Regions from separate parts of the Macaca mulatta genome. Here region 2 is linked to region 1. The links are chromatin contacts, called in public Hi-C maps. All regions are on one chromosome and are shown on one strand. The core of a region is the stretch at or near the end of the contact, and the rest is flanking DNA. Distances in the headings are between cores, read along the strand shown.

What was found. Hi-C and Micro-C count contacts between places; a contact is called where the count stands out from the background.
Region 2: a Hi-C map of liver shows a contact between it and region 1, with 5 times the contacts expected there. The contact joins the enhancer-like site here to the promoter of SPATA13 in region 1. A contact is called at or near these places in 4 of 14 Hi-C or Micro-C datasets (fetal cortex germinal zone, fetal cortical plate, fibroblasts and 1 more).

Annotation. Positions count from the first base shown.
Region 1 is chr17:4,742,792-4,747,226 of T2T-MMU8v2.0, reverse strand. It overlaps SPATA13 (spermatogenesis associated 13), which reads right to left and starts at 2,801. Exons shown (of 13, transcript XM_028837286.2): 1 at 2,588-2,801.
Region 2 is chr17:4,801,752-4,806,740 of T2T-MMU8v2.0, reverse strand. The region is part of intron 1 of SPATA13 (spermatogenesis associated 13); the gene reads right to left. Among named protein-coding and RNA genes, the nearest start is that of SPATA13, 60 kb to the right of the region's middle. Within about 2 kb of position 2,665, at least 5 of the 40 cell types and tissues checked have an H3K27ac peak or open chromatin away from gene starts, as enhancers often do. A contact at or near this core is called in liver, where this site is marked.

The DNA.
Region 1 (4,435 bases), core at 1,552-4,051:
CTGCCCAAGCTGATCTCAAACTACTGGGCTCAAGCAATCCTCCTACCTCGGCCTCCCAAAATGCTGGGGATTACAGGCATGAGCCACTGTGCCCAGCCAGGTCATTTTTATGCCACTTTCTTCAGGGTTTCCTGTGCCTAAGAGGGAAAGTAGGCTGATAGCATGGATGAGCTGACAGCCCAGGCACTCGCCCCAGGCTTTCTGAGACATCCAGCATTAAGTTTTCTCCATGCACTGTCCTACAAGTATAGAATGTGTGTCCTCCACTGGTGTACATTGCAGACTAAATAAAACATGTCAAATAACAATCTCCTTTCCAACGCTAAACTCCAGGCATATCTGAGTTCAAGAGGTCACCCAGCAGGGAAGCTTCACTGTCTGGTGAGAAGAGGGCCTCCACTGCTGGGCAGTGGCAAGAAGGCATGCCCGTTACCTCCTCTGAGCCTCCCTTTTCTCATCTGTCAAATGGGGACAGTAGTAGATCCTTCATTACAGGGATGTGTGGAGGATTTTAAATGAGTACTGATGCACGTTAAACCCTCGGAACAGTGCTTGGCACACACCCAGAGTTTGGTAAACGCTACCTGATGTCAATATTGACGTTATTTAAGAACTGTGTAGAGGATACGACTTCTATAAGAAAATAATCAGGCAGAAGCAGTGGCAGAAGGGAGGGTCCTGAAATCCAGAGTCCTCCTGCAGAAATGCAGCTGCTGCTCCTCGCCTCTGACACTTGCAGAGATTCGGAGAGAAAGCCGTCTGCAAGGTGACAGAGGGCGGACTGGAAGGAACACAAGGAATCCAGGGATACTGATGGAGCATGCAAAACCGCAGCAGAAGGCACCGAGGCAAGGTGTGCCCTGCGGGCGGGGCAGGCTGTGGGTTGGCAGAGTGCCCGCGAGGGAGAAGTAGGGCAAAGGGAAGAAAGCACCTGTGGGAGAAACACGGGGAAACAAGGAAGAAACCGGCACATGCACAGGAGCACAAATAAGGAAGGAGATGGGAGAACTGGGTGGAGGCAGATGGCAAACGTGGGGGCCAAGGGAGGTAGATGAGAATTAGGATACGGGATACGAAGACAAGGCCGCACGAAACTCTAAAGGATGAGGCCGGGCGCGGTGGCTCAAGCCTGTAATCCCAGCACTTTGGGAGGCCGAGGCGGGCGGATCACAAGGTCAGGAGATCGAGACCACAGTGAAACCCCGTCTCTACTAAAAATACAAAAAATTAGCCGGGCGCGGTGGCGGGCGCCTGTAGTCCTAGCTACTCAGGAGGCTGAGGCAGGAGAATGGCGTGAACCCAGGAGGCGGAGCTTGCAGTGAGCCGAGATCGCGCCACTGCACTCCAGCCTGGGCAACAGCGTGAGACTCCGTCTCAAAAAAAAAAAAAAAAAAAAGAAACTCTAAAGGATGGGAGGAGGGCAGAGAACAGGGAGGGTGCATGACTTAACAGGCACCCCGATAATAATGCAGTGAGGAAGTTTGCAAGATGGGGGAGAGGGGCATTAGGAAAAAAAGAAGAATTTACTGGGAAAGGTGGAAAAAGAAAAGGAGTGAGATTTCTGCGCCTGTTAGCAAGGGGAATAAAGGAGAGCAAATCGCTGGCAGACCAGGAAGGGTTCACAGGGAAGAAAACACGAGGCGGCAAAAAACTAAGGGGGGTACAGAGAAAACCCTGGCGGGGGAAGGTGCATAACATAAGGCTATGGGAAGCCATGGGAACAAGGGCTGAATAAATTCACAGTATTATTCTATCTATTCCTATGCAATGCTGGGAAGCAAATGACCTACCGGGTTTTGTTTGCTGGCTTTGGTTTGGTTTTCCTGCACTTGGAGGGAGGGGAAATTTGCTCAAGCTCTGTAACCTTGCAGTCAGATGGGTGGCCCAGCCCAAGTCACCCGAGCTCCCCCTGACGCTGGCAGCAGCGCCGGCTTCTACCTGCCTGGGGCTGGAGTACCAATTCCCCACCTCCAGCACAGAACGGGACCAAACCAATTCCGCCAATGCACTCCCTGCAGTCCACAGACGACGGGCACCAGGTCCCAAAATCTTTTCCCTGGAATGAGACTCCGCTGGTACCAAGAGAAACTTGCTTTCTAAACTAAGCTCTCCAACCGCTTCGCTCCGGGTTCCCGGAGGCACCAGCCACGCCAGCCGAAGGAGCAGAGTGTTACAGGGCTCCGCCGCGCCAGGCTCCCCAGACTCTGCCACCCCCACGGCCGCCCCCGCAGGCCAGGCCCCGCGAGCTGGGAGCGCGGGGTGAAGTTACAAGGCGACCTCCCTGCAGGTGTCCGGCTGGAAACGGCCTTTTGCAAGAACAGCACGTGCACGTCCTCCCAAAGGCGATGGTGCCGGGCGGCCCAGAGGGCGCAGAGCCACCGCCGGGCAGGGAGCGGGCGCACGGACCTAACAGGTGAGCACCCGGCAGCCTCTACCAGCGGCGGAAGCAGAGGCGAAGGAGCTGGGAGCTGGACATCCCGAAGTCCCGAGGCAGTCCACTGGGTGGGACTCAAGTCCTCCCGGGATTCTACCTAACAGCCCGTGCCCGCGCCTGCCCGGCAGAGCCGCGCGCCCGATGCCGTCTTACCTCCAGCGGCGCCGCTTGGCAGAGCCTCAAAAGTCAGCGTGTCCAACACGTCCCTGCCCTCAGAGCCACCTCCGGTGCCGGCGGAGCCCCGGGGTCGCCACGCTCTCGGAGGAGCCTGGGCTCCAGTGCGCGCCCTCGGAGCTAGCGGCGGGCACGGCGGCCGCGGGAGAAAGCGCAACGCAGACTCTCCCGCGCCACGGCGGCACACTCCGCCAAGCCACGCCCCAGCCCCGCTCCCCACCAGGCCACGCCCCAGACCCCGCTCCCCACCAGGCCACGCCCCAGACCCCGCTCCCCACCAGGCCACGCCCCAGCCCCCGCTCCCCACCAGGCCACGCCCCCAGCCCAGCTCCCCACCAGGCCACGCCCCCACCCAGGTTCCCTCCCCAGGCCACGCCCCCAGCCCGGCACTTCCCCCGCCCCCATATCAAGCCACGCCCCCGGTCTAGCTCACTCCCTCGGGCCAAACCCTCGGCCCAACCACGCCCTCGACCACGCCCCCACACTACCAACCACAGCCGGGGGCCCCCCACCCATCAAAAACAGTTCCCCGGCCAGGCATGGTGGCTCACGCCTATAATCCCAGCACTTCTGGAGGCCGAGGCGGGCGGATCACCTGAGGTCAGCAATTTGAGAACAGCTTGGCCAACATGGTGAAACCCCGTCTGTACTAAAAATACAAAAATTAACCGGGCATGGTGACAGGCGCCTGTGATCCCAGCTACTCAGGAGGCTGAGGCAGGAGAATTGCTTGAACCCGAGAGGCGGAGGTTGCGGTGAGCCGAGATCGCGCCACTGCACTCCAGCCTGGACGACAGAGCGAGACCCCGATTTAAAAAAAAGAAACAAACAAAAACAGTTCCCTCAGCCACCAGCCAGCCCCCACCCCCCAGGGCGGGAGGAGGAGTCTCATCTCCCGGGCAACCGTGCCCCACTGCCCACTGCCTCACCTCTGCCTGGGCCAGAAGTTCACTCCTTGTGAAAGGAAAACGCAGGGTAAGGATTTTTAAGTCTACACGTTTCCCAGGGCCTAGGGCAAGTCTTGAGTAGACTGTTTCAGTAAACCGACTCAAAGGCCTGTCACCTTTCTTGTGAGGCTCAAGGCCTAATCATTAATTGACATGAAAACCACAGAAGAGACGCAAACCCTTCTGTGCTGGGATCTGTGCCCCAGTGCTCCATGTTCCCTGATAGGCAGCTAATGGAATTCATCAAATAAATACATGCTTTCTACAAATGTAGTTTTTTAGAAGATTCATTTAGTGGCTAGCACTATTATCTATAAATGTCTATTTTCTTTTATAATCAAAGAACAATACCCACAATCTGTAAACTAAAAAACATTAAAAAATTATATTGCCCAATGAAAAGTGAAAATTGATTTTATGTATGCTTTTTAAATTATTGAGAAAACTCTGTATGATACTGTAATGGTGGCTTCATGTCATTATGCATTTGTCAAAACTCAGAATTTACAGCATGTGGTGTGAGCCTCCTGTAAGCCATGGGGTTAGTTCATCTTAATGTACTAACACGGGCCCATCAATCATAACAAATGTGCCACTCGAATGTAAGATGTCAGTACAAGCAGTTGTGCTTGGAGGGAGGGGCGTGAGGGAGTGCATCAGAACTCCGTGTACTTTCCATTCCTGCTTTCTAAACCTCAAACTGCTCTAAAAATAGTCTATTAATTAAAACACACACCAAGATTAATGGTAATTATCTGTGGGTGGTAGAAATACGGGCAAATTTTATTTAATTCTTTGAATTATTATTGAAATTACTCAAAGTTTTAACAACGACTGTGTATTTTTAAAGCTGAAAAAACATAAAAACCAAACCTTGGAA
Region 2 (4,989 bases), core at 1,416-3,915, 60 kb before region 1:
CAAAGAGTTGATTCCATCCAGGACAAGGGAGGCTACGATGACTCAGACCATCAGCCAATTCCATTCATCAGAAGACCGATGGGCTACTTACTACATGCCCTCTGCAGTTCAGTGTTCTCATGGAGGAATCAGAGGGCCAGAGGAGCTGTGGGTTACATTTGAATGAGCCACATAAGCAGAGGCTTGAATCATCTCTGCAGTGAGACTGGGTATGAAGCCTGTAACCAGCTGCAAAGTAAGTTCAACATTTGGTATCACCTATGCGCCTTCATGTGCTCTAGAAGGGACAGGGAATTCCGTTGTTTCAGCATCTCAGAATCGTGATAGGAATGAGATTGTTTAATCAAAAGGTCAAGTCCAGTTCGTGGGCACTGACGTTAAGTCGTAATCATGGTCTTATCATGACTCGCATTGACTACAGAAGAGAAGGCATGATGCCTGCCTTGTAATTCAGGGGATTAGACAGCTTCCTGGCACCACCAGAGGGCGCTACGAGACCTGTTATAACCAAGGAGGAAACAAGGGCCCAAGACATGGGACTTGGCCTAAACTGGGTGCTGTCATATGGCTCCTGAGTCAGTCATTTCAGTGGTCTGCACTTCATTGCTGTCTACAGAATAAGAGGTACCAAGATTTATGCATATACCCACTTCACGAGCATCTACTGGGTGCAAGTGTCTGTGCGGGTCCCACGAGGAATTCGAGGCCGTGAGAAGGTAATCCCCCATTCTAGATAAGAAACTGGCAAGAGCAAAGCAACAGTCAACAACACCCAGTACAACTGGGAGGCAGTAAATTTGGGGGACCAGGTGTCTGACTGACCCAGGAATGAGGGGTATCTCAGGATATGGGACTTCCAGGGTTGAAGCCAACAAAGTTCCTAGCAAATGGGGATAACTGCTCACTCTACAGTAAGTAGAACAGTGTCTCTGGAAGGACAGCTCAGTGTGATAAATTAGTAAAATCAAGGTGAAAGTGGGTTTAGAAAAGCCTACACATCCCTAGTCTAATAATACCTCATCATTCTTTGAGATGAACTGCAGGTGCCTCCTTACCCAGGAATTCCTTCCTGAGCTCCCTGGAACGAATGAAATCCCTTCCTCTGTGCTTCCACAAGCCTTCAGGCATCTCATCAAATTGTTTTTACCAAAATGGATTATAATGATAGCTTTATAGAGCTGCCTTCAAACAAGAGTGTGCACTCTCTGAGGGTAAGAATGGTGTGCTTTGCACACTTAGATTATTTAACTTCAACGTGAAATCACATCAGTTATCCTGTCTTGTCTAATCCATACCAAGGTAAGAAGTCGTTACAAGCCACTATGTTTTTATAGAGTGAAGAAGTTGAAATTTTCTAACACTCAGAACTTAATTTCCAGGATTTAGATTTCATAAAACACATGCAAAAAATTGGGGTTTCTAATTGGGACAATACGCTTTTTAAAAGACCAGGGACTTAGTATTTTGTTCATGAGCTGAACAACGTGATTGTTGTGTGCTGCTAAGAGTGAAACTGAGTATCATGGAAAAAAAGGCTTTTCCTGGAATTTCTGAGTAACATAGCAAGTTGCATTATTTAGAACTAATACTTTGACCTCTATTAACTAACAAGGGTTGCAATTCAATTAGTGGTTTTGTAGCAAGTCTTATAAATTGTGGGAACTCTGTCAGAGATATGAAAGAAACAGAACTAAGAATTTCAGATGGGAATATTGTGAAATCCACTGTCTACAAGCTGGATTCTAGGGTGTATGAACTTTAGAATGCAATTTTTTTTGTTTTTAGTGATAATGAGAATTCTCCCCCAAAACAACAAAAAACAAACAAACTTTTGACTGGTAATTTTAAAGTAAAAACTTAAATTCGAAATTCAGGAATATAGAACAGATTAAATGTACCAACAAGTCGAAAGGTTTTATAATATACTCATCATGTACATCAGCAGTGGCCAATATTCTGGCTTTCTTGGGCCACACTGGAAGAAGAATTGTCTTGGCCACACATAAAACACACTAACACAACTGCTGATGAGCCAAAAAAAAAAAAAAATCGCAAAAGAAAATCTCACAATGTTTTAACAAAGTTTATGAATTTGTGTTGGGCCACATTCAAAGCTTCCCCAGGCCACATGCAGCCTGTGGCCCACTGGTTAGAGCAGCTTGATTTACATAACAAACTGACACTGAAAGAAAACACATTGAAATCGAAAATGCTGAAGGGGTGAGCACAGACCCTTAAATCACAGCTGCACAGAATGTGGCCCTGGGGAACATCTGACCCCTATTCACGACAGTGAGGATGCTACGGCACAGTGAGGCTGAGGAGCTTACGACCATTGCTGTAATGACAGCACAGCAGGGTGGAAATCGGAGGGTCCACCCCAGCACTGCTACCTCCAGGCCAGAACCTGGGGGTCAGGCTAGACCCTCTTCCTTCCCTGCAGATTACAACAGGTCTAAGCAACTCTACTGCATGCCCACCCGCCCTCTGTCAGCGTGGTGGCCGGTGCCTCATTCCTAGGCTGCATTACCTTCCACCTGGATGACTGTGGTCTGGCTCACTGCCCACCCATCCTTCACTCTGCTGCCAGAGTCCTTTCCACACTGCAGATGGGCTGTGTCACTGAACCCAGGGTCACTGGCTGCCTGTGGACTTTGAGAGATGTCGAATGTCCCATGCCCAATACGGGACGCCTTTCCCTCTAGCAGGGCTGAGCTATTTGTCATGATCCCCACACCATCATGACTTTGCGAGTTTCCTTGTCTGCTCTCAGGCTGTTTCTCCAGCCATTGTTGTCTCTCTGTGTTTTGGGAACCACAATTCCCAGGTTCCTGACAAATGGCTTCTGTCCAGGTTTGGCAGCGGGCAGTGGTGGTGGGAGGTGACTCAAGGGCTGGGAAAGGGAGTTGCCACAGTATTTCATGGGCATGTGCAGCAGCTGTTGTGTCTCTGTGGCTCCAGCCCTGCTGGGAAGCTCCTCCTTCCCAGGTCCGAGGTCCTGCGGGCGGGCGGCACCAGCTCGCAGCTCCAGCAACACGCCCTCTTGTTTACCACTCCAGCCCCAGGGGCTGGTAGCAACTTCCTGCTATTGCACTGTCTTGTCTTTTGTTTTTCAGCTGTATATAAATAGCCCCTGTATTAGATTCTTTGTTTGAAATACCTGGAGACACTTCTCTAGCGTTTCCCACACTGACCTGTCATTCTGCTTTCCTCGTCTGGCTTCTACACTAACCTCTCCGAGGAGCATGAAAAGTTCTCTAAATGCAGAAGCCGTGTCTTATTTCACTGTGTTCTCAGCATGTGTCTGTTGAATGACTGAAGGGGCTGCTGGCTTTGCACGTCTCAGGTCTGACACCCCAACATCTGGGCCAGATGGTTCTTTGTTGTGGAAGCTGACCTGTGTTTTGTAGGAGGTCTAGCAGCAACCGTGGCCACTGATGCTATTAGGAAGAAGAATTGTAATAAAAAGAGAAGAGTGCTGAAAACCGTGAATGTGCCACCAATTCGTTTCAGAATAGTTTTTCTGAAACTACTGGAAAGCAATTTTAAGAGATTCAATCTTGCTATGTTGCCTGGGGTGGCCTCAAATTCTTAGACTCAAGTGATCCTCTCACCTCATCCTCCAAGTAGCTGGGATAACAGGTACATACGATGGCCAGTTAAAACCACTGAAATTTATCATTTCCTTTTCTTTCCTTTTTTTTCTTTTTCTTGTTTTTTGGTTTTGTTTTGAGACAGAGTCTTGCTCTGTCATCCAGGCTGGAGTACAGTGGCGTAACTTCAGCACACTGCAACCTCGCCCCCAGGCTGAAGTGATCCTCCCCTCAGCCTCCCAGGTAGCTGAGATTGCAGGCATGTGCCACTACACCCCACTAATTTTTGTACCTTTAGTAGAGACGGGGTTTCACCATGTTGGCCAGGTTGGTCTCAAACTCCTGATCTCAAATGGTCCTCCCACCTTGGCCTCCCAAAGTGTTAGGATTACAGGCATGAGCCACCGTGCCCGGCCATAATTTACAACATTTGTAAAGAGAAAGCATCCAAGGTTCTAATTTCAGAGATGAAGTTATTCCCCAGGCCTAATGCCAGACACTGTCCTTCCTCTTCCCAGCCCCAATATACACACCTTAGTAAAGGAAAGAAGCCCCCTTACCCTTGGATCTGGTACCCTCAGGATCTCTGTGTGTAAGGAGTAGGTAAGATGCTTCAAAAGAAAATCTGTAGCTCTGGCGTCACTTAAGTATTCGATCATTGAAGTTCAATGTTCAATTGAAAGTATATGGAGAAATGTAACTGGAATAAGCATATCTTTGGGAAAGGTGTCAATTTCATAAAAGCGTGTGATTGTCTTGGCTTGCCTTATGGGGGTTACTGGGCTAAACTACATTCCTGTGGGTGAGAATGGTGTTTCCCCAGTAGGGATGTATGTTTGCTTTGTCAATCCTCTGGGGTGATGGGGTGTAGAAAACGAGGATTTGCAAAGGCAGGTCTTAGACTACAAAGGCAAATCTTCCTTCTGTGTCTAAAGCTGCAGGTCGGGCTGGTGTAGTGAGAGATGAAAGGGCAGGTAGGTCTGAGCCTGTGCGAAAGATGCTGGCATCCTCCACAATGCCCCTCCCTGTGTCCCCAACCTCTGCACCGTGACAGCCTCTGAGTTCCTCTTCCTCCAATCTCACGGCAACTTTGGAAGGCTCCAGGGGAGCTGTTGCCGGCCACAGCCCTCAGCCCTGAAGACGGCCCTGCGTCTTGCCTTCCTGCAGCCATGGCCTGTCCAGCACCTTTCTGGTGGTAAACAAGATTGCAGCAGTAACCACCGAGTTCCCGGTTAGGACTACCTCATGCCTGCAACCCATGCCAAAACTGATGTCACCCCGAGACTGCACCTCCCCCACGTGTACCATTCAGAGCAGTGAAAGTTTTCCAGATGGATGGCCCCAGTCCTGAAGGCGTCGTGAAGGTCACTGGAGCAAATACAGTGTCTCTGCTTGG